6 separate regions of the Mus musculus genome follow, and all the other regions are linked to region 2. A link is a contact called in public HiChIP or PLAC-seq and promoter capture Hi-C data. All regions are on one chromosome and are shown on one strand. The core of a region is the stretch at or near the end of the contact, and the rest is flanking DNA. Distances in the headings are between cores, read along the strand shown.

Region 1 (3,259 bases), core at 86-2,585, 260 kb before region 2:
ATAGAACAACAGTCAAGGAAATGGAGGGGTGAAGGGTAGTGGGAGAGTCTTCAATGATATTTTGAAATATCACCTTATACACTGTTTTGTCCTGTTATAAAGCTGAGGATGACAGCTTCGCAGTGGGCAGTGACGGTATATGCTTTTAATCCCGGCACTCACGAGGCAGAGGCAAGTGGATCTCTGTGGGTTTGAGGCTACCCAAGTTCCAGGACAGCCAAGACTACATAGAGAAACCCCGTTTCAAAACAAAAGGAAAAAACAAGCCCCTTGTGTGACTTTTTCTAGGATGACATCCACAGAGCAAAGAAACGATTCTACCCAAGGCTAGCTTAGGGAACCGGTAAGTCTACTGGGGTTACCTCTGTAGGTAGGGGTGAGGAGCTACTTGCAGGAGCACAAAAGACTCAAAGGCAGCTGCATGGATTAAAATCCCACAGCAGCACACATAAGACTCACAGAGGCTGCATCCCTGATGCCCCTTCAATGCCTTGCAGGTTGGTCATCTTATAGGACACCCTTGTAAATCTTTTTACTTTCTGAGATTTAATGAATGTATTGTATATACTGTATATCTTGTATATACTGTTATCCTTGCAGAACCCATTGGGAAAGAGTTCGGGCTCCTGGGATGGCACCTCCCTCTAGAAGCAACAAGATCTTAAGAGCTAAGATTATTTATTCTGTGTCTCCCACAAATACCCACATTTGCAAGAATTACCACACCGCAAGGATTTACTTAAAAGCCTTTCACTGTAGGATATGCCTCTCATCTAGCCACTGGGATCCTGAAACGGATTCCAGGCTTCCCCTGGGCGAATGTGGAAAGCCCAAGCTATAAATACCGGTCTCCCGCGTCTGCACGGGAAGATGCAAAACATTCAAAGTTATAGTAGGCTAAACACTCCTTGTGATCCAGGATCACCCACAAGGCATAGGAGAGTTTCCTGTGGGAGGCGTGGGCGCAGCAATGTGGTACATAGCTCCTGCCACTCATCACCGGATGACACTCATTTCACAACATCCGGCACATTCCTGGTGTCGCTACACAAAGAAACGAGCCAACCCAGTTCTCCCCTCCCTTAAACTCCTTCACAGCCTGACTAAATCAAACAAATCACTGGCTCTGGCAAATGAGTTTCATTCTGTGACCTACACCCAGGGCAGGGCCCCGAGCCCCTCCACCCCACCCGCCCCGCTCCACTAGTTTCGCAGCCCGGGTTTGGGGGCGTGGCTCCAGGAGAAGGACACCGGGGCAGGGCTTTGGGGGTGGGGCCCTGAAGGCGGGGCTCTGAGTGACCAGGTCTAAAAGGGAAAAACCCGAGGCCTAGGCTGCTTGCACAGTCAACCTTGCTTTTCTTGGCTGCAATGGCTGTGGTCGCAGGCCTTCGGGCCTTTGGGGTGAAGTGGCCCAGCTGGCTCAGGCGCAACCCATGGGCCCCTCTCTCCGCCGGCTTCTGCAGCCCAGGGTCAGCAGGACCTGCGGGGTCGGAGTCAGAGCCAAGGCTCACCAGCACGCGACAGCAGGACGGAATCAGGTCAGCCTGCAGGCAGTGCCAGGGCTCTCCCTGGAGTTGGGAGCCAGGACTCGGGATCAACAGGCCTTGCCGCCACTAATCCTGAGTTATTTGTCACTGTTCTTTTCGATTTCATCTCGAAAAGATGACATCTTTGGTGGAGGAATCCTTGCATACTGAGTTTACAGGTGTCCCTTCCCTGTGCACACTAATACGAGGCACATGTGAGGGTTGTAAGTGAAAACTTCCTGGTGGCCCCCTAACACGGCTACCGTGCCCAGTTGCCCAGTCGTTTCTGAACATTTCTGCTGGCATGAGCACACATCTATCGCAACAGCCGTTGCCATGACCTCCAAGAAAGCCTATCACAAAAGATCCATGCCCTTACAAACAAAATCAGCAGGCTCCAGGGTTAAGGGCATGCTGAAATGCAGGGTGGGGGAGGTCAATAAGTAAGGATACAGGGCACATGCCCTGATCTCTGCCCCCTTGTGCCACAAACCTAAAAGCCTTAAAGTTTTGTTTGAATCCGTGCACAACCTGGATGTAATGAAGACCCTTTTCAGGCCTGGGCAGCACAAGGCTGTGAAGAGCTACGTTTCCTTGTTTAAGAGCTACAGGTGGAGCTGTTTAAGTGATATGCCCCCTACTCCAGTAAATAGCTCTTCTTAACCCTAGAAGATCATGTTTCACTTTTTAATCCTCACCCAAACTTTTATGTGGTCCTCCAAAAGAATGGAGAGCCAACCTCTGGCCTTTGGCTCTCCCCACACCTCCCCTTCACCCTCAGACCTCTCTATTACTACAGCCTTTAAGGAGCTTAGCACACAGGTCTGCGGATACCCATCCAAGGTGCCCATATTCTGTCTGTCCCCTAACTCCCTACAGACAACCATGGGTGGCCACCACAGGGGCTAAGCATTGGTGGGGCTCAGTAACTAAAGAGCAATCCCATTTCCTGTGGACTCCTTGGCCATCAACAGAGATAGAAACACTCCCAAAGAGAGCCTTAGGGGGCTCTGAAATGTAGAGCCTTCCTTTCTGATTTTTTTTTTTTTTTTGAGACAGGGTTTCTCTGTGTAGCCCTGGCTGTCCTAGAACTCTCTCTATAGACCAGGCTAGCCTTGAACTCAGAAATCTGCCTGCTCCTGCCTCTGAAGTGCTGGGGTTAAAGGCGTGCGCCACCATTGCCCGGCCCTTTATGATTTTTAAAGAGAAGCTTCTAATACTAATACTATAGTCATAAGCTGGGTGTGGTAGCACAGGCTTGTAATCACACCACTCGGAAGGCTGAAGCAGGACAAACCTGAGTTCAAAGCCCTCCAGGACTACATAGCAAGTTCGAGACTAGCCTGGGCTGCATCCCCTCCCCCACCAAATAAAGTCTGCTCATATCTGCTCAGAAATTCTGGCAAGAGATGGAAGACTGAGTCCTTCAGAAGTAAACATGAATCGGGAATCAGAAGAGAAGGGTGATGAGACCAGTTGATTATAGATGATAGGAATCATGTATTAATATTCTACCTGAGCCAAGCATTAGAACAGTACTATGGTAAGCAGGGGGACTTGTGTGACTCGGTCACTTCAAGTCTCCCGTTTCAAACTGTGCCTCAGAGCAATAATGCCGTCCTACCGTGAAGACCAGCTATGAAATGAGAGCTGTGTCAGGCACTTGCACTCATTGTCCCTGAGTCACACAATGGCCTGCAAGATGTCTGTCACCCCTCTTTACAGATGAGAGT
Region 2 (3,307 bases), core at 128-2,627:
TGTATTATTTTAGTTGCCTTTCTAAGTACATTCTAAACTTCCAAAAGAAAGTAAAAACTGTTTTACTAGTAAGACAGACTCTAATGCAGTGTCCTGGAGAGAGGACAGAGAACGGAGGTGTCCCCTAATACAGCTATAAGTTTGCTAAGTACCATATGGTCTATGTATGAAATCACAATCAGACTGCTCTGAAAACACTACAGAGTAAGAGAATGCTGGTTTACCTTTCAAGTCTGTGTTTTGAACTCAAAATGTTCTAAAGGTAGAACAGCACAGAGATATCTTCCGGTTTCTGAGTTTATTCTTTTACAAAATCCTTATATATGTACGAGACTTATTCAAATTTTTTCAGAGATTTCACCACAGCTCAAAAGTGGCTTTCCTGACGATCTGTACGACTTTTATGAACCCCTAAAAACTATGACAAATGAGAAGGGTCAGTAACAGTCTTATTTTCATCTAATGTGTCAATCGGTACATTTAAGGTTTTCTAAGAGCAAGGCTATTCGCTTCCATGCGTACCCCCAAACCTGTAAGCAGCCTCTGCTAGGCTTCTCTTTAGTTCAACAGTACTTGCTTGTAAGGGAAGTAATGAAAGCCTTGAGTTCGAGTCGAACAGTCAACCATCCTACCTGATTAAAAGGAAGTAAACCCGAACAGCCCCGTTGCCCCCCATCCGCAGGTCCGCTCCAAGCCTCTTCCCCTGCACACGCATCACCCACAAATCTCCCACAAACCCCCGCTGGGTCTCAGGGTCCCACCATTGACACACTTCCCGTCCACAACTCCTATTCCGTGGGGACATCTAAGCCCCAAGCCTAACTTCTCATCCCACACTCCCTCAGACTGCAGCCTCTCCAGCTCGACTGCCTACTCCACATCTTCCCCGCTCCCTCGTCCACGCTTCCCTCCGGACCGCCGAGCTCGCCCCAAGCCTCTCCTCGCACTCTTCCACGCCCCCGAACACCTTCCCCCTCCACGGCAGGCTCCTCCGCCTCCAGCCCCGACGCTGGGCCCAGGCATGCGGGGCAGACACCTCTTCTATCGCCCCTCACGCCGGCCTCGGCCGGGCCGAGACATCCCCCCCACATTGACCGGAGCCTCCGGGAGAGGGGTCTGAGGAGGACGACGTCCGATCCGCTCGTCCCTCCACTGCTCGCCGCCCCCGGAGAGCTGGAGTGCGGAGTCGCCTCTCGGGTCCCTCGGGGAGCAGGAGTCCGGACCGGTAGCCCTCCGCACCAGCTCGTCCCTATCGTCGGAGTGGAGGGGGAAGGAGGATCCCCGGAACTCACCTAGTGCCTGTTGTCAACATTAGCCCCGGGTTTCCCAGCACCAACTCCAGCGCTCGGGCTCCCCTCCCCTCCCCCCGCCGCTCTCGCAGACGAGGGCCCGCCTTCCCTCCGCTCCCCTCCTCCCTCCGCCCGTCGGCCCGCCCGCCCGCCACTCACCAACGCGGCCGGGCTGCTAGGGGGGCGGGGCGGAGCGCAGAGGGAAAAGGAAAAGGCTGCCCGCACGACTGCCTAGTCCAAATGGACCTTCGTCTCCGGTCCCTCGCTATGTGTTCAATCCCTCGTCTGGGTTAAGAAGTGATCAATCTATACCTAATCTCGAGGATGTGCTTCTCCTTCAGATATTCGTTGAAATTCTCCTATCTGTAAATTTTTATGTACAGGCAATGAATAGGACAACCGCTTCCAGCACCTCCAATCAGGGCCCCAGCAGAGGGGAGGAGTGTTCCAAGGACCGGAGGCGGGAAGTGGATTGGTCGTCAGGAAAGGGAAAGCGCCTGAATTGGAGATGCGCAGGCGCAAGCGATTCACGGCTGGGGGCGGGGGTGGGGGGAGCGAGAATGAGACGGGGCGGAACTCTAAGGAGGCATAGAAGAGTGGTGGGATAGTAGAATTACGGGGCGCTGTCGAGGTCAAGGTTGGTAACTTAGTTCTCCGAAGGTTGCCTGATGCGAACGTGAGGAACGGGTTCAAGAAGGCAAACTTTGATTGGACTAATACCGAAAGGTTGAAGGTTTAAAAAATCGAAAAGCTAAAGAACATGGCTGTTGAGGAAGGTAGAGGTAGAGTAGACTGGTGGGGGAATTTCCAGAACCGGTTTAAGGTGTTGGACATGAAAAACAGCTAAAATAGAGAGCAATCAAGGCTTTTCCCATTTGGAAAATATAGAAAGCCCTCTATTGTAAGTATTATAACTTTCACAGTGGAATGAAATCGCCCCGTTTTTAAAGGGATGGGGTTACGAACTTGAACCAAATTGACTGTGAAGTGCATTATCAGCTGCTCAACCTGTTTTCCCAAGTGGATATAATGTGCTTCTGACCTCCGATTCGTGTTCAGATTGTGGTCTGCTTAGATGTACATATGGTTCTGCTCTGGTTGGCCCATAGCCAAAGGAACAAAGGTGCAAAACAAGTCTGGATTCATCAGTGTTCAAGCCCGTACAATGATCTGCTACCAACCTTAGTGCTTGAGATGTCTTTGCCCCCTTTTTATTCAGCCTTTGCCCATTTGCTTTCTCCCTGCCCACTTCATTATTAGCAAGTAAATTCTCTTTCAAATTGTGCACCTCCTGGGTTAATTTTTTCTTGTTCAAAACAACCAATAGGTCAATCACGTAAAGGGCACCGAAGGAGGGAGAGGTGAATGCTGCCACTCTATGCCATTGATAAGTAATTATGAGAAGCTTTTTGTTTTTTGTTTTTCGAGACAGAGTTTCTCTGTGTAGCCCTGGCTATCCTGGAACTCACTTTGTAGACCAGGCTGGCCTCAAACTCAGAAATCCGCCTGCCTCTGCCTCCGGAGTACTGGGATTAAAGGCGTGCGCCACCACGCCCGGCTTTTTTTATTTTTTAATATTTATTTATTATTATACCTAAGTACACTGTAGCTGTCTTCAGATGCACCAGAAGAGGGTGTCAGATCTCATTACGGATGGTTGTGAGCCACCATGTGGTTGCTGGGATTTGAACTCAGGACCTCTGGAAGAGCAGTCAGTGCTCTTAACCACTGAGCCATCTCTACAGCCCGAGAAGCTTTTTCTATAACACACAACTGAGGACCACTTCCAAGTCGCAGGTCTCCTTTTCTTATTTTGTCTGTCTTACCCTGCTCCAGATCTGGTGGTGTGGTGGTTCACATCTGTAATTCAGCACAAGAGGATTGCTACAAATTAGAGGCCATCCTAGCACACAGCAAAATCCTATCTCAGAACAAGAAAGTATTTATTTCCTGGATCTAGAATGTAGTTTACAGCATTGCCTTATCTTGCATGAAGCCCTGGGCTCTAACTCAGGACC
Region 3 (3,699 bases), core at 233-2,732, 420 kb before region 2:
AAGGACCAAAAGTGTTATACAAATGTGCTGGTCACTCATCAACAGACCAGATAAATTAAGTTAGCAATGAAAGGCCAGCTTCACAAATATCAGCTAGCATTAATTATTCTGTATAGTCTAATCTCCTCACATCAGAAACATGAAATAGGTATCATTACTGGTCATTAAACAGATAGGAACATTATTAGATTAATTAACCTGCAGAGATCTTACAGCTTTTAAGCTCCAGAATAACACTGCGACCAAAGCAATGAGGCTGCAAGCTTTTCTAAATCTGTCACATGCTCTATGAATAAGCAAAATGAGAAGCAATCAAACCATGGTTTGTCAAGAAAACTTGTCAGCATTAGCTCAACATTAAATAAGGGCAAGAGCCAAGGAAATACGCTTGCGTTCAGGAGACAGAGGAGGGTAAATAAAGCTGCAGAGCGAGCAAGGCCTGGTGAAGAGCAGCTTCTCGGATCAGCTCCCATGTAAACTGGGCCTCACTACCTGTCAGATGACACAGCTCCACCGTGCTCAGGCCACAGCCCCCACTGCCAGTTACATGCTCCAGAAACTCTCAACTGTACATTTCAAATGAGAAAGTGAGACTTGGAGGTAAAGCTACTTGTCTTACACTATGTTAGCATGGAGCCCCAAGCTCAACATGTGTATCAAGGCACAGCACCACAGAAGGTAAAGAGACATGAGAACACATCCCAGTAAATAAAGGATATGCCACCAAGAAAACAGCGCCCAGGAGCCAGGAAGTGGGCTGGTGGATTTCCACAGTCTCAAAGCAATAGGCTCTGGTTGTGTTTCTACAAGCAACTATCCTCCCCACGTAAGAGGAGACGCTGCCGTGATTCCTCGGCATGCTGACTCGCTACACTCTAAGGTGCGTGGTGCTGAAGTGGTTTCCCTTCACTGGAATCATTATAAAGTGCTAACGTGTTTTAAGGATACAAGATGGACTTTTGTAGAAGCTGCTTATTATAAACAAGTATGCAAGTTTCTTCAAGAGTTAAACTGAAGTAGTTTGGTATTACTGCATGTACCATTAAGTACAATAAAGCTTTATTTTTAAAAAATATCTTACTAGCTTCCAACTGCAAGTTGATGGGCAGGAAAAAAAAAGCGCCCACAAAGGGCTTTTGTACCCAATATCCTGTCTCTAATTTATACTCCAGTTAACAGAAGTCAGTTCTACAGTAATTTTGTTCAATTCTTTCCAATCTCTTTTATATATCTATATAGCACATACACTCTTTGGAGCAAAAACTTAATTCTAAAGATCAAACTTTAAAGGCAGTATTTTTAACATATCTACCACTGGCAAATTATGGTATGTGAATATTATACAAAGACTTCAGTATTTCCCAACAAAGACAGTTTCGTAAAGCAAACTCAGTATCCTCCACAAAGCTTGAGGGCAGGGCGTGAGCTGACTGTCCCTGCCTCAGTGAAGGCACAGCTGCTTCAGACAGCATCCGCTTAAACCCAACTTTGGTATCACTTTGAATATCAGTATGAATAAATTAAAAGTAGAGCAGGAGCAGAGTTGTGGCTCAGTTGGTAAAGTGATTGTCCTCCAAGCATGAAACCCACATAAAAAAAGCAGCTGCACCGGGCGTGTGCTTGTAGTCACCCCAGCTCACGCCAGCGCTAGAACGGCAGACCCTAGGTCCTAAGTTCCAGTGAGGCTGTCTCAAAAAACAAGGTGGATGGCTCCTGAAATATATACTCTCAAGGCTAACCTATAGCTTCCACATGCACAGGTATGAACATGCACACTCTCATACATATGTATCCCCTTACACAAACACATAAGTAAAACTAGAGTTGGCCTGGACAAACTCTTAACTTACACATGAGTAGTTCACAACTTCCTGTAAGAAGCCTGAACTGTTGTACAGTGTACATGACACTATATCTTCAATGTAACAAGTCCTTATTTGGGCATTTTAAGACTTTTTATTTTTTTATTTTACTTTATTTTATTTTATTTTTTCGAGACAGGGTTTCTCTGTATAGCTCTGGCTATCCTGGAACTCACTCGGTAGACCAGGCTGGCCTCAAACTCAGAAATCCGCCCTGCCTCTGCCTCCCAAGTTCTGGGATTAAAGGCATGTGCCACCACTGTCCATCTTAAGACTTTTTTAAACCACATTTATTTACATGCATGCACCCACTTATCACATTGAGACAGAGGAATTTTTGTTGGGCACCAGCAGGATGGGAATAAAGTTGCCAGTACTTTAATCCTGAGACAAATTTTGAAAAATAACTTTTAAAATAGCTACAATTTATCTAGTTGTAACCCTTGTATGTGGGCCATGAGTGAGGAAACCTGCCCACGGCAGCCAGAGGAGGCAGAGCCGCGCCTGTAGGGAAGGACAAAGCCCTGGACTCCTGAGGACGATGCCTGGAAAGAATGGGCAAGAGAAATGGCTCCAGCTGTGGGGGTAGGAGGTCTGAGGACCCCTCAGCTCTGTGTGACATTTTCTCTGGCCTTAAACTCACTCCTCAGTTGAACAGCTTTCCCTCATTCTCTACTTGTTGGTTTTTCCTCAATTCTGTCACTTCCCTTCCTTCTGCTGACAGTACAGAGATGAGGTCTCTGGTGCTCATCACATCCTTGATATCTGAAGATTTTATATTTATCAATTCCAGCTGTGCAGCAACTCCTAGAGGTAGTATGTATCAATGGGTATTTTCCTGAGACACTGTGACTAGAAAACCCAATCACTGACCTAGCAAGTCAGCCTCACTGCCTAGCTATGCTAGTCCCTGCCAATGTAGCTTTGTTTTTCTTGACTATCACAGGACAGAAAGCTGTGGAGATGGCAGTGGGGGTGGGGATGGGGGTGAGGATTACCAACAAAAACTAAACAAAACAAAAAAAATGCATTAGCCTCAGTAATTAAAAAAAAAAAGAAACATTTATTTCATGTATATGAATGTCTTACCTACATGTATGTCCATGCTACATGCTCTGCATGCCTGAGAACATCAAGAGATCCCCTGAAAACTCAAGTTAGAGACAGTTACACACTGCTGTGTGCATGCTGTGAACCAAACCCAAGTCCACAGAAAGAATGAACGCTCCGAGCTGTCTCCCCAGCCCCTCTGAGTAATTTGATTTACTAAGGCAATATAGCATGAGCTCTCTAGAGTCGATCTATACAAGTCATAAATCATGGATCTCCCCAGAATTTTGCTTCAAATTTTTTATATGAAATCAAATTTCTCCAGCACCTACAATAAGTCATCAACATAACAAAATGACAGCACAAACAGTGCAGACTCTGAGGATACACGGAGCTGCTAACGCATGCGCATAACAGTCTCCTGAGCAAAGCAAAAACGCAAGCGCAACCCTATCCCTGACCCTAGCCCCGCGGCACTGTAAAGCCTGAACGCCTCCAGCCATCGGTTACAAAGCACGGCTTTAGAAATACAAAGAGTTTAGGCTCGGGCATAAAGTGCTTGGCTTGCTATACATGTAGACGTTGGGAACAACAGACTCTTCTCTGGGCCGGGCGAAGCCAGGAGAAGCACTGGAGCTTATTGGTCAGCCATTCTAGCCAAATCAGCAATCCCCAAGTTCAGTGGGACACTTGGCTCACTGTCTCAAGAAAAAGGAAAAAAAAAAAAAAAAAAAAAAAAAGGAGAAACAAACAGCAATAGTAGAGAATGATGGAGGATACCTGACAT
Region 4 (3,702 bases), core at 206-2,705, 410 kb before region 2:
CAGGCAAGCTCAGGCATGGATCACTGCCTTCTCTTCAAATTTACTCTTGCCAAAACTCAGTCGCGGCTTAATAAAAAGCAGTACTTTAAAAAAGATACTATAAACATACATGCTATAAGGTAGTTATTGGACATGTGTTCAAAAAGCTACTCAAAATCATTCCGAATGGAGCTAATCTCTGCTCCTCAGTGCGCAACTATTTTCTACTCCGCCTGCCCTTACAAAACCCGAGAGCAGAGATACAGTCAGTGCCTCAGTGTCTCTAAGGCTCAAGGGTCTTCATGTGCAAACCACACATCCGGTGTGTGCTTGCAATCTTGCCGTAATCTACTCTCCCGCAACAGAATGTAAGGGAGTACACACACTGTGCCTGTTCATATACGTGAGCTCAAGGCAGCTATCAACACTGTTACATACACAGTGCTATACTAATAAGTTGACATGCCATGTCATACACCATAGGCAAACATCAGTCTACAAATCTGTTTTATGGGCTTCTTTCCCACGTGGATTCAATAACCAACAACCAAACCTCACTTGCTACATTAAGTGGCACACATTTCTGATATTGACTGTGTCTGTGTTCCATTCACAGGTAAATGTTTGACAACAATCAGCAAAAACACAGAAGATAATTTAAAGAAGTGAGATGCCAGGACCAGAATCCTGTATGAAAGCGCCATCCAGAAGGTGGTGAGGGTCATGGTATTGTCGGGAGGTGAATGGTAGTAATCAGAAATGATCTGGCTGGGCCCTCTCCACTGAGACACACGGACAGAAGCAGAGATCCGCTTAGAGCACATTTGGAGATGCCATCAGAGATGGTGGAATGGGTTTGGGTTCCTGTCACTTCAGAAAGTACTTGAACATATGTAACTTTTGATATCAATAGAAATACTGGTTACCTTTCAAACCCGAATGGTTCTTCTATTCAACAAGCACACACTGAACACTTCTATGTGCATAAGTAAAATGCACATTCTGAGGGGGTTTACACACTGTCTAAAGAGGAGAGGAGGGCTCCATGAGCATTAAATATCTTCAAGCAGAGGCAGCGATGAGCTAAAACCCATAACAGACTACATGTGGATGGTAGAAAGCCAGCAACAGCAAGGCGCAGGCTAACAAAGGCATGCTCTCTGTCCAGAAGTTGGGATGCACACAGGAAATGCTTAAAGCATGGACAGAAATAGTATTCTAAACTATGACAAATGTGAAAATAAAAACCACACTTAGCTTTTCTTTCATCTGAATGTCGATACATTTGCCTATTTAACATTTTTTTTACTGCATGCCAGGTGCTGCTCTAAGCACTTAACAAATATTGACTCACTTTCTCTAGAGTTAATAATCTTATAAGAACATCTGTCCCCTTTTCACCGTGAAGAAACTAGAGAGTACCCAGAACCTGAGTAGCCTGCCCAAGGGCACATGGCCTTGTAAGCACTAAGTCTGAAAGGCAAACCCAGACAGGCAGTGAAACCAGCGACTCTGCACTGTCAGCGGACTCCACTGTAGTTACTGACACGTGTGGAGTGCAATGTAACTGAGAGACTGACACACGTTTGTCTTAGTTAATTTTAATTATTCAAATAACCACATGCGGCTAGTGGCTGCCACATGGGGAACTCGCATGACTGCCCAGTGAATCATGCTGTTCGTCTAGCGAGAGGAAGTCTTTCAGGTCATCCCTCACACTCAATTGAAGCATGTAATCAATTCAAAGGTAGCCCTTGAAAAAGCAAAGAGTTCTAAGCCATGGCTCTCTACCATGGTCTACGCAATGGCACATGAGCCAATGAGCCAATAAAAGGCTCAGGACTCTGAGATAATATTTTTCTGAGAAAAAGAAAAGCTCATATGATCTGAACTAAATATATCTCCTGAATACAGCCTTGATAAAACTTTTTATCAATTAACTTTGCCTAAAAATACACACAATTCTGACTTCAAATGTTCTATTTCTAAATTTAAAAACAAATCGCTTTGCCTTGAGTTTTCAAAATACAAGTAAACGGGCACTATCTTAGGTAGTTAGGGTTTCTACTGCTGTGAACAGACACTGTGACCATAGCAACTCTTAAGAAAGGACAGCATTTAACTGAGCTGCCCTACAGGTTCATCGCGGTGGGAAGCATGGAGGTATGCTATGCTATGGAGCAGCACTGGAGAGGTAGCTGGAGTTCTACATCCCGATCAGCAGGCAGCAGGAAGAAGACAGATACTGTGCCTGCCTTGGGCATTTGAAACCCCAAAGTACACCCCCCAGTGACACACATCCTCCAACAAAGCCACACCTAATGGCACTCCATAACCATTCAGATATGAGTCTACAGGGCCATTCTTACTCAAATCACCACAGAGGCTGTCACAGAAATGTATCTAACCGCTGACCAGGAGACCCATCAGCCACCTAAGAGACCGGCATAACATACACAACGGTGAAGCAACAGTAACGAGCTCAACAAAACACTAAGGACAGGCCAGAGGTCATCCTTGCAGGGTATCAGCCTGACCCAGCCAGTCTTCCAGTATTACGTCCCACTCAGCGCTCACAACACTCTTGGAGTCAGTCCCCAGCGTCACCCTTACTGTTCAGAACCTGACGCACACAAATCCAGGTGCCCTGTCTGTCTAGAGATTGGGCTCCTATGAGGTCTTTCCTGTTGTAATCACTCGCATAACTGCAGCACTCAGCAGTGAACCATGAAATTCCCCAAAATGACTCAGATTTACACAAGAACCTAACTTTCTGAGACGACAAAGAAATATTTATTCACTTTATATACATATGAGTGTGTGTGCAAAAAGCAAACAGTCAAGTGAGCATTAGGGACTGCTAGTGTTGCCTAAAAGGTACTGCAAAAACAAAAAAAAAAAGCTATTTTCGGAAACAAAGTAGATTAAGAGGTGTATAAGCTCTGTACACTAAGAGCAATGTGAGATCTTGGAAAACAGACATTCACAGATTTCCATGAAGCCACACGATGACAAAACAAGACCACAGATCATCCATTTTCCCACCACCACATTGCAATGATCATATTTGTGTTTCTCCTTATTAAAAATGTCAATATCATCACAAAAGAAAGCTGTATCATTAAAAGGCTTTATATATTTAAGTGACACCTTTACTTCTTGTCTTAGTCTTTACCACATTAGATACCAAATCACTTAGAATTCTATGATGATAGATGTAGGGTTGATGCACGTGCTGTGGGGCCGCTGGCGCCCAGAAGCCCGGGTTTCTCTATCCCCAACTGCACTGCTTCCATCCTCACAGTTCACATCACGGCTGCTGCAATTGGAACAACAGCACTCACATTCCAGATCAAAGAAGGCTATCACATAGCAGAGCAGAACATCTCAAAGGCAAACTCTCCCAGCCCTCTACCAGGAATTGGCTTATAAAAGCTAAGAATGCCATCAGATAGCATCTGAGACTTTCAGAAACACTTCCCCCACCTCTTTGATATACCTACCAAATATTTTAAACTTGCCTTGAGTTATCAATTTCTTTGTTCTGAAAAACTATAAAACGCCATGACATATAACACTGCTTCCACACTGGGACATGGAATGTGGGTTAATTCTTGTTCCCCCATGATTATTCAAAACGGCTTCAGAATAAACTATCTCTTATCCCCCGTAAGGTGAAAGCCATGGGTTTTCTGCATCAACAAAAGTTTTCATCAAAAGAAC
Region 5 (3,531 bases), core at 109-2,608, 500 kb after region 2:
CTGCCATGTTCTCTACCTGCAGTGGAATAAGTGCGGCTGGCCATTCACCTGCCACAGCATTGTGCGTGTGAGCTTAAGGGGTGGAAAATTTCCATACAGGCATATGCATTTGTTTATGTGTATTGGCATCTCCTCACCTCTTCCCTATCCTCATAGTTGTATTGCTGGCTTCTTGAAATTATTTAAAATTACTGTTGGGTTTTAAATAAATCCTAAATAAGAGGGGGGATTTAAAAGAACCCCAACCTCTCTCTCCCTCTCTCTCTCTCTCTCTCTCTTATCTGTCTGTCTGTCTGTCTGTCTGTCTGTAGGTCAGAGGTTAACATCACATGTCTTGCTCTACTGTTCTCTATGTTATTTTTTGAGGCAAGATCTCTTATGAACCTGGAGCCTCCCCATAGTGTGATGGTTGAATAAGAGTGGCCACATAGGCTCATATATTTGACTGCTCAGTCATCAGGGAGTAATACTACTTGAGAAGGATTAGGAGGTGTGGTCTTGTAGGAAGTGTGTCAATGGAGGTGAGCTTTGGGGTTTTAGGAGCTCAAGCCAGACCCAGTGTCATTCTCTGAACTTGAGCACTGGTTCAGCTAGCCTGACTGACCAGTGGACTGCATGGACTCACCTGTTTCTACTTCCCCAGTTAGACACACTACCATGCCCAGGTTTGACAAGGGTCCTGGGTATCTGAACTCAAGACCTTGTGCTTACACAGCAAGCACATTATCCACTGAGCCATCTCCCAATCCTTGAAGATAACTTTTTGAGAATTAGGGCAGAACTTGCCTTTGTATTGAAATGTATCAGTAACAACTGTCTTGGGGCATAGTTTTTAAATTGAATTTCTAAATTGTTTTATCAATATTACTCCCTTCCCTCTGTTTATTTTGTTTGTCTTGTCTTTAGTTTTTAGTAGTAGATTGTTTTATTGGTGGTGGTTTTGCTGGGAATCAAACCCAGAGTCTTGCCTGTGCTAGGCAAATACCCTATCATAGAGCCCTGATAGCAGAACATGTTTTAAAGCTGTTGAACAGAATCCAGTACCTAGACAGGGAAGTACACTATGTATCAGTGTGAATTTTTGACTTCTGATTTTACATTGTCTATGGTAAATTCTGCTAGTGCAGACAATAGATACGTTGGTGGTCTCAGGGTCTGCACTGAATTTTCTAAAATATTTGGGAAACCAGAAGACCATAAAAACAAGATAGGAAAACACCAGGGAAAGTGGGTGTAATGACGTCTGGTGCTCAGGGAGGCAAAGATCTTTCTGCCTGGCTGCTGTGATAAGGTAAGGCACTGCCACTGCACCCAGTGGCCTGTGTGTGACCTCAGCCTGGCCCAGATCACCTTGGCTTTTGGCTTACAGACTGTGATCATCTGAGTCTGCCAGCTGCTCTGCTGAACAGGAGAGCAGTGAGTGTCACACTCCTCTTGTCTGGTTCCCTGGGTGTCATTGTCAGGGTTCCATATGGCAGCTTGGTTTTATGTCCCCTTTCCTCATGGGACTGTTAAGTTATGAATTTCTCTTGAAACTCTGAAATTTCTCTCTCTCCCCTCCCCCTCTCTCTGGTGTGTGTGCGTGTGTCTGTATGTTTGTATACACACACACACACACACACACACACAAGCAAGAGAGAGAGAGAGAGAGAGAGAGAGAGAGAGAGAGAGAGAGAGAGAGAGAGAGAAAAGACCAGAGGATAGCTTTGAGGTTTTGTTTCTTGGTCACCCATTTACTATGCTTTTTGACACAGGGCTTCTGCTTGCCTTGATATTCCAAGTAGGCTGGGTCAGCTGCATTGGCCTGTCTCCATTTCCCTAGTGATGGGAATACAAACCTGGGCTGCCATTCCTGTTTTGTTGTTGCTTTAATATGTACTCTGGGACTTGAACTCATGGCTTTAAGCTTGCAAAGCAAGCACCTTACCAATTGAACAGTCTTCTTGGTGCCACCCCCATGGGATTTCTAGAAATCTAGGTGAATAGCAGCCAGTTGATTTTTCACAAACTGTTTATAGTGTCCTGAGTATGTTGTAAGCAGTGCTTAAGCTGGCCCTGAGATACTTCCTAAGAGCTAATATCCTTTGGGTCCTGGTCTTTTATTATCAGGGCACCACCAAACTATAAACTCAGAACTGCTTCAGCACACTCAGCCACCCGGTACTGCGAAGCCAAGAGGTGAGGTCTGTAGCAAGCTTCTTTTGAAAACTCTGGGACAAAGCAAAACCCGATTCTAATCGCGACGCTAATCTCAGCTCCAAAGAAACTCGCTGCTACTTTCCCAAAAAAGAACAGAGGACCTTGTGCTTCTTGTACACTCAATGGAAATGATAAGAAAAACAGATATGAGATTAAAAACAAACATAGAGCTAATCACGAAACATGCTCATTAATACCTGACATATAGTTGCCTGAAAGAGGTTCTCACTCATTAGAATGTGCCAGGTTCTCTGCAGCCTGGTCTGACCCAGACAGACTGGGTGACATCATTAATTACCAAAATGCAAAAGTCAAGGAACAGCGGATCCAGCAGCTTGGATCCAGTGTGGGCACATTCCTAGAACACCAAGGCCTGTCGCAGTGGGAACGTTGGTCCTCTAAGTCTGCAAAGCCACAGGCATTAGGCAAGTGTTCAAAACAGACTTCCCTCTGCTCTGCTTCTCTTCTTCTTCATTTTTTTATTTGACAGTTCGCTAACTGCTCTCTAAATAAATGTCACCCTATTCCATCTGCTTTGTCAGAATGCCTATGATCGTACTCGGGTCCCAGCTGCCTTGCATCTCCTGTGAAAAGAGGCGGTCGCCCTGGGACCTCCTCTTCTCAGGACGCCTGGGTCTCTGTGGTCCTGTGGAAGGTCCTGCCTCCTGTTGGGCCATGTTTCTGAGCCTGTGCTTAGGCAGCTAATAGTCTGAAGTCATCCTGGGGTCTGTGAAACCAAGAGTGGTGTGAATGTGGCTCATCAGTGACGAGAAAATAATGGGTTTTGGAGGGAGGGCAGAAAATGGAAACAAGAATTTTGCCCCAGGCGTTGTTTTTACCCCTTCCTCCATGTGAGTTTAAAGCAGTGTTGGCGAGGGGAAGCTTTGCGAACTCAAGCCTTCAGTGTGAGGGGTGGATGAAGTCGAGGCCTGATCTATGTCGGCAACAGTATCCCATACAGGCGAGGCTGCAGTATTCACATTTACACATCCACAGGGAACGTGAACCCAGCTTAGAAGGTGCTTTGGATACTCCATGCCCACATCAAGCAGAGCTAATAAACCCCCCTGAGGGGTTTGCCTCTCTTCCAAGAACACTGAACACCTTAATGGCCTCCAAGTCTCCAAGTGTCTGTTCTCAGGGTCCAAGTGCCCTGGGCACATATATTATTCTTCAAAACAGGTACCAAAAAGGCAACAATACTACCACAAAGCAGTAGTCTTGCCAAGCTTGCCTAAGAAATATTACAAACAAGCGTTGCAGGTGACCAGGTGGAACTTGTCAATGTTTCTCACTCCCCTAAGGGGGAGTAACGGGCTGGCCGTGTGGCTG
Region 6 (3,395 bases), core at 388-2,887, 450 kb before region 2:
AGGGCTGGAGAGATGGCTCAGTGGTTAAGAGCACTGGCTTCCAGAGGTTCCGAGTTCAATTCCCAGCAACCACATGGTGGCTTACAACCATCTGTAATGGGATCTGATGCCTTTTTCTGGTGCATCTAAAGACAGCTACAGTGTGCTCATATTCATAAAATTAATAAATAATTCTTTTTTAAAAAAGAAAAAGGAAAGAAATTATAGCTTGGATAATCTCTAGTGTAGTTTAGACTTCTATGTTAGTTGAGCACTACAGACAAAGCTCAGAGCATAATTGTGAGGGAGTTCTGGATTACATTAACTGGGGTTGGCTGGGGTCTGAATCTGAATAAAAAAGGCGAAAGTGACTGGAGTCTCAGGGTTCATCTCTGCTGTGAGTGGTCTATGATGACGCTGAAGACTGCACTCAGGTCTCACACACTGACCATAGCTAAGTTATAGACCCTCCATTAATAGTCCTCTGCTGTGGAGTTGAGCAACTTCCCGGTTGGTGATCACCTGAAGTGCTCAAGAGATTCTCATACTCAAGGAGGGCAAGGAACCTCTGTCCCTTGGTTCCAACCCCATGCACATGTATTCCATTTGGCTGCTCCTCAGAGGACTGTTTTTAGTAAATGGATCTAGTAAGTGCGGCACTTTTGTGAGCTGCTCCAGCTCCCCAAACAGTCGTGTGAACCTTTGATTTGGCCTCAAGATGCCTAACAGTGCAGACACGGAACCTGAAGAGGCCACCTCCTGTAGCCAGGCAGGACCCCACTCACCCATAAAAATTTCAACCCAAAATTTGTCCTGTCTAAAAGAAATGCAAGGACAAAGATGAAGGAGAAACAGAAGGAATGGCCAACCATTTAACTGCCCCAACTTGAGACCCATCCCATGGGCAAGCAGCAATCCCTGATACTATTAATGATATTCTGTTATGCTTACAGACAGAAACCTAGCATAATGCCCTCTGAGAGGCTCCACCCAGCAGCTGACTGAAACAGATGCAGAGACCCACAGCCACACATAGGACAGAGGTCAGGGACCCTTGGGAAAACGGAGGATTGAAGACCCTGAAAGGGATAGGAACCCCAACAGAGTCAACTAACCCGGATCTAAGGGAGCTCTACGAGACTAAGCCACCAACCATACCCAGGCTGGACTGAGGCCCCTAGTACTACACATGTAGCAGAGGACTGCCTTGTCCTGTGTCAGTGGGGAAGGATGTGCCTAACCCAGAGACTTGATGCCCCAGGGTGGGGAAATAAACCAGGGGCCACCCTCTCAGAAGTAAAGGGGAAGGGGGGAAGGGGATGGGGCAGCATTTGGGATGTAAATAAATAATTAATCAAGAAATTCAGCTGGGCACTCAATCTGCTACTAAGTAGCAGGTCTGTGACAACTGTCCACTGAGGAGAAACTCCAACATCTGAGGTGCTCCATAGTGTGCAAAGCATGACAGTAGTACACATTTTGGTCCTCCCATGTCCTACAGTAAGGACGTGTGAGTAAATGCTGCTGGGAGTCACCCATGCCTGGATCTCACCAGCAGAGGTCAGGAGAGGATAAGAAGAACAGGAGACCTGGCCACTGCAATGTGCGGTCACTTAGCAGTAAGCCTGGATGCAGGGTAAAACGAAGGCGTTCTTCAGAAGAAATAAAGGAGGACTGGCCAGATGGCGGAGGGTAAAACACTGGCCATCCACCACGCCTGACTGGAGTCTGACCTTCAGGACTCACACAGTGAAGGAAGAAGAGAACAAACCGCTCACTGTAAGCTGTCCTCTGACCTCCACATGCCCACCACAGTGGCACATGTGCACATATGCATGTATATGCACACACAAACAAAATAAAAAATTTAAAAATGGAAGGCTTTCATATTTTATATATTATGCAAAATACTGCACTGCATTTCATAGCTTTAGCTATGAAAATTCATAGTTTTATATACCCTTTCCTCCTTATTAAAAACATCAATAAGCTCAAGGAAATAATATAATCCATTATTAATATTGTTCTCTACTGGATAAATATAATGAGTGTGTTTGTTTATTTGTTTAAGTGCCTATTTGGGGGAACCCAAATTACTTTGCAAGCATCACATCAATCCTTTTGGGAGGGAGGATCACTGTCCCTATTTTAAACGGGAAACGCCCTACTATAGACCAAAACAGATGGGCAGAGCCACCATCACCTGCCAAGACAGATATCAGCACACTAGACTTCCTAAGCACCAAAGAGCACAGCTTCAGCTGCACACTGCAGAGTGGAAACTTCAGCAGGGCAACAACTCGTCCTGACCTAACTCAATGACAATGTACAGATAGATCTTTATCATGTGTCTAGCAACGGCAGAGCTCGGCCACTCGGTATAGGCGGACACTAGAGAATGCTAGTTTCTAACCTTAGACTACTTTGCCTGAGTCTAAGTTTATGTGTGTGTTTGTGGGGGGGGGGGGTATCAGACCACAGACCTGGTAAAATAACAGGCAGAGTCAGAGCCACAGGTCACCAAACCTAACAACCTGAGTTCAATCCCCAGTGCCCATCTGGTGGAAGGAGAGAACCAACTCTCACATGTATGCTGTGAACACACACACACACACATTTATGCAAGCATCACAAATGCAGGAACAAATATTCGAGACAGTCATCTAATAAGCACGTGCAGTGTGTGAAAGAACAAAGCACTGGAGCCCTCTGTCCCCCAGGAAAGGGCTGACAAGTAACTATACAAACAGTCCTCACTTTACTAGTGTAAGATGAAGAGGGTTTCAGGCCTGCTAGCCTACAACTCTCTATGGAGACCAGATGACCTCAAGCTCTACTATTTGTGCCTCTCAAGGCCTGTGAGATGCTGATAGCAGACAGGCAAATGAATGCTAAGATTTAATGAGCCCAGCCCCTGGGACCTGTTCTGAAACAGGCAGCCCTGACCCGCCACTGAGGACACAGGCACTAGATCACTACATAAACACCTGGAGTTCTCTATGCTAATGAAGTATCTAGATAGCTTCCCCCACCCCATCCCACCCCGCCCCGTAATGAACTTCTCTTCCGGGGAATTCCTTCCCAAAAAGGGTATTTAATCCCCGGTTCACCCAGAATAAAGTGTGTACATTCACACCCACCATCAAATAAACCAGTATGAATAAGTGGATCGCTGCAAGGAAGGCCTTCATCTTAAAGAGCCCCACCTAGAACTCCAGAGGAAGGCCTTCTCTCCTGCAGCCCCTCCAAACTCTGGAATCAAACCAGGCTCCATCCATCCCAGGCTCCACTTTTCCCCTCTCTGTCTGGCAGGTGCCCAGAGAAAAGGGCAGACCTGTGGATCCCAGTTCCCTCCCTCGGTGCTAGGCGGTACGCGGACAGTGCTAGGGTAAGCAGAGAGGGGCCTGGAAACCGCT

What was found. Promoter capture Hi-C pulls out the DNA fragments that hold promoters and counts their contacts. HiChIP or PLAC-seq counts read pairs in DNA pulled down with a chosen protein or histone mark. Capture Hi-C pulls out chosen DNA fragments and counts their contacts.
Region 1: a promoter capture Hi-C map of pancreatic islet shows a contact between it and region 2. The contact joins the promoter of Echdc3 here to the promoter of Upf2 in region 2. A contact is called at or near these places in 4 of 39 promoter capture datasets (the C10 cell line, the HPC-7 cell line, HPC-7-derived erythroid cells and 1 more), 1 of 484 Hi-C or Micro-C datasets (the HL-1 cell line), 4 of 115 datasets of contacts at active chromatin or transcription factors (embryonic stem cells, extraembryonic endoderm stem cells, pancreatic cancer cells and 1 more) and 2 of 9 other capture datasets (adipose tissue and pancreatic islet).
Region 3: a promoter capture Hi-C map of pre-B cells shows a contact between it and region 2, with 3 times the contacts expected there. The contact joins the enhancer-like site here to the promoter of Upf2 in region 2. A contact is called at or near these places in 7 of 39 promoter capture datasets (the C10 cell line, the HPC-7 cell line, embryonic stem cells and 3 more).
Region 4: an HNF4G HiChIP or PLAC-seq map of pancreatic cancer cells shows a contact between it and region 2. The contact joins the enhancer-like site here to the promoter of Upf2 in region 2. A contact is called at or near these places in 1 of 39 promoter capture datasets (the HPC-7 cell line) and 2 of 115 datasets of contacts at active chromatin or transcription factors (bone marrow-derived macrophages and pancreatic cancer cells).
Region 5: a promoter capture Hi-C map of liver shows a contact between it and region 2, with 2.3 times the contacts expected there. The contact joins the enhancer-like site here to the promoter of Upf2 in region 2. A contact is called at or near these places in 4 of 39 promoter capture datasets (the HPC-7 cell line, liver, pre-B cells and 1 more), 1 of 484 Hi-C or Micro-C datasets (liver), 3 of 115 datasets of contacts at active chromatin or transcription factors (bone marrow-derived macrophages, embryonic stem cells and pro-B cells) and 1 of 9 other capture datasets (liver).
Region 6: a promoter capture Hi-C map of neural stem cells shows a contact between it and region 2. The contact joins the enhancer-like site here to the promoter of Upf2 in region 2. A contact is called at or near these places in 4 of 39 promoter capture datasets (the 3T3-L1 cell line, hippocampal neurons, neural stem cells and 1 more), 1 of 484 Hi-C or Micro-C datasets (CD4 T cells) and 2 of 115 datasets of contacts at active chromatin or transcription factors (bone marrow-derived macrophages and differentiating embryonic stem cells).

What each region holds. Positions count from the first base shown.
Region 1 is chr2:6,211,070-6,214,328 of GRCm38.p6, reverse strand. It overlaps Echdc3 (enoyl Coenzyme A hydratase domain containing 3), which reads left to right and starts at 1,335. Exons shown (of 5, transcript NM_024208.4): 1 at 1,335-1,538. The coding sequence starts at 1,369. All of the region lies in intron 1 of A230108P19Rik (RIKEN cDNA A230108P19 gene), which reads right to left.
Region 2 is chr2:5,949,539-5,952,845 of GRCm38.p6, reverse strand. It overlaps Upf2 (UPF2 regulator of nonsense transcripts homolog (yeast)), which reads right to left and starts at 1,377. Exons shown (of 22, transcript NM_001081132.1): 1 at 1,293-1,377.
Region 3 is chr2:6,374,079-6,377,777 of GRCm38.p6, reverse strand. The region is part of intron 2 of Usp6nl (USP6 N-terminal like); the gene reads right to left. Among named protein-coding and RNA genes, the nearest start is that of Usp6nl, 53 kb to the right of the region's middle. Within about 2 kb of position 1,482, at least 54 of the 459 cell types and tissues checked have an H3K27ac peak or open chromatin away from gene starts, as enhancers often do. A contact at or near this core is called in pre-B cells, where this site is marked.
Region 4 is chr2:6,357,689-6,361,390 of GRCm38.p6, reverse strand. All of the region lies in intron 2 of Usp6nl (USP6 N-terminal like), which reads right to left. Among named protein-coding and RNA genes, the nearest start is that of Usp6nl, 37 kb to the right of the region's middle. Within about 2 kb of position 1,455, at least 47 of the 459 cell types and tissues checked have an H3K27ac peak or open chromatin away from gene starts, as enhancers often do. A contact at or near this core is called in bone marrow-derived macrophages and pancreatic cancer cells, where this site is marked.
Region 5 is chr2:5,454,163-5,457,693 of GRCm38.p6, reverse strand. All of the region lies in intron 2 of Camk1d (calcium/calmodulin-dependent protein kinase ID), which reads left to right. Among named protein-coding and RNA genes, the nearest start is that of Gm36853, 26 kb to the left of the region's middle. Within about 2 kb of position 1,358, at least 13 of the 459 cell types and tissues checked have an H3K27ac peak or open chromatin away from gene starts, as enhancers often do. A contact at or near this core is called in liver, where this site is marked.
Region 6 is chr2:6,403,618-6,407,012 of GRCm38.p6, reverse strand. All of the region lies in intron 5 of Usp6nl (USP6 N-terminal like), which reads right to left. Among named protein-coding and RNA genes, the nearest start is that of Gm13388, 32 kb to the left of the region's middle. Within about 2 kb of position 1,637, at least 33 of the 459 cell types and tissues checked have an H3K27ac peak or open chromatin away from gene starts, as enhancers often do. A contact at or near this core is called in bone marrow-derived macrophages and neural stem cells, where this site is marked.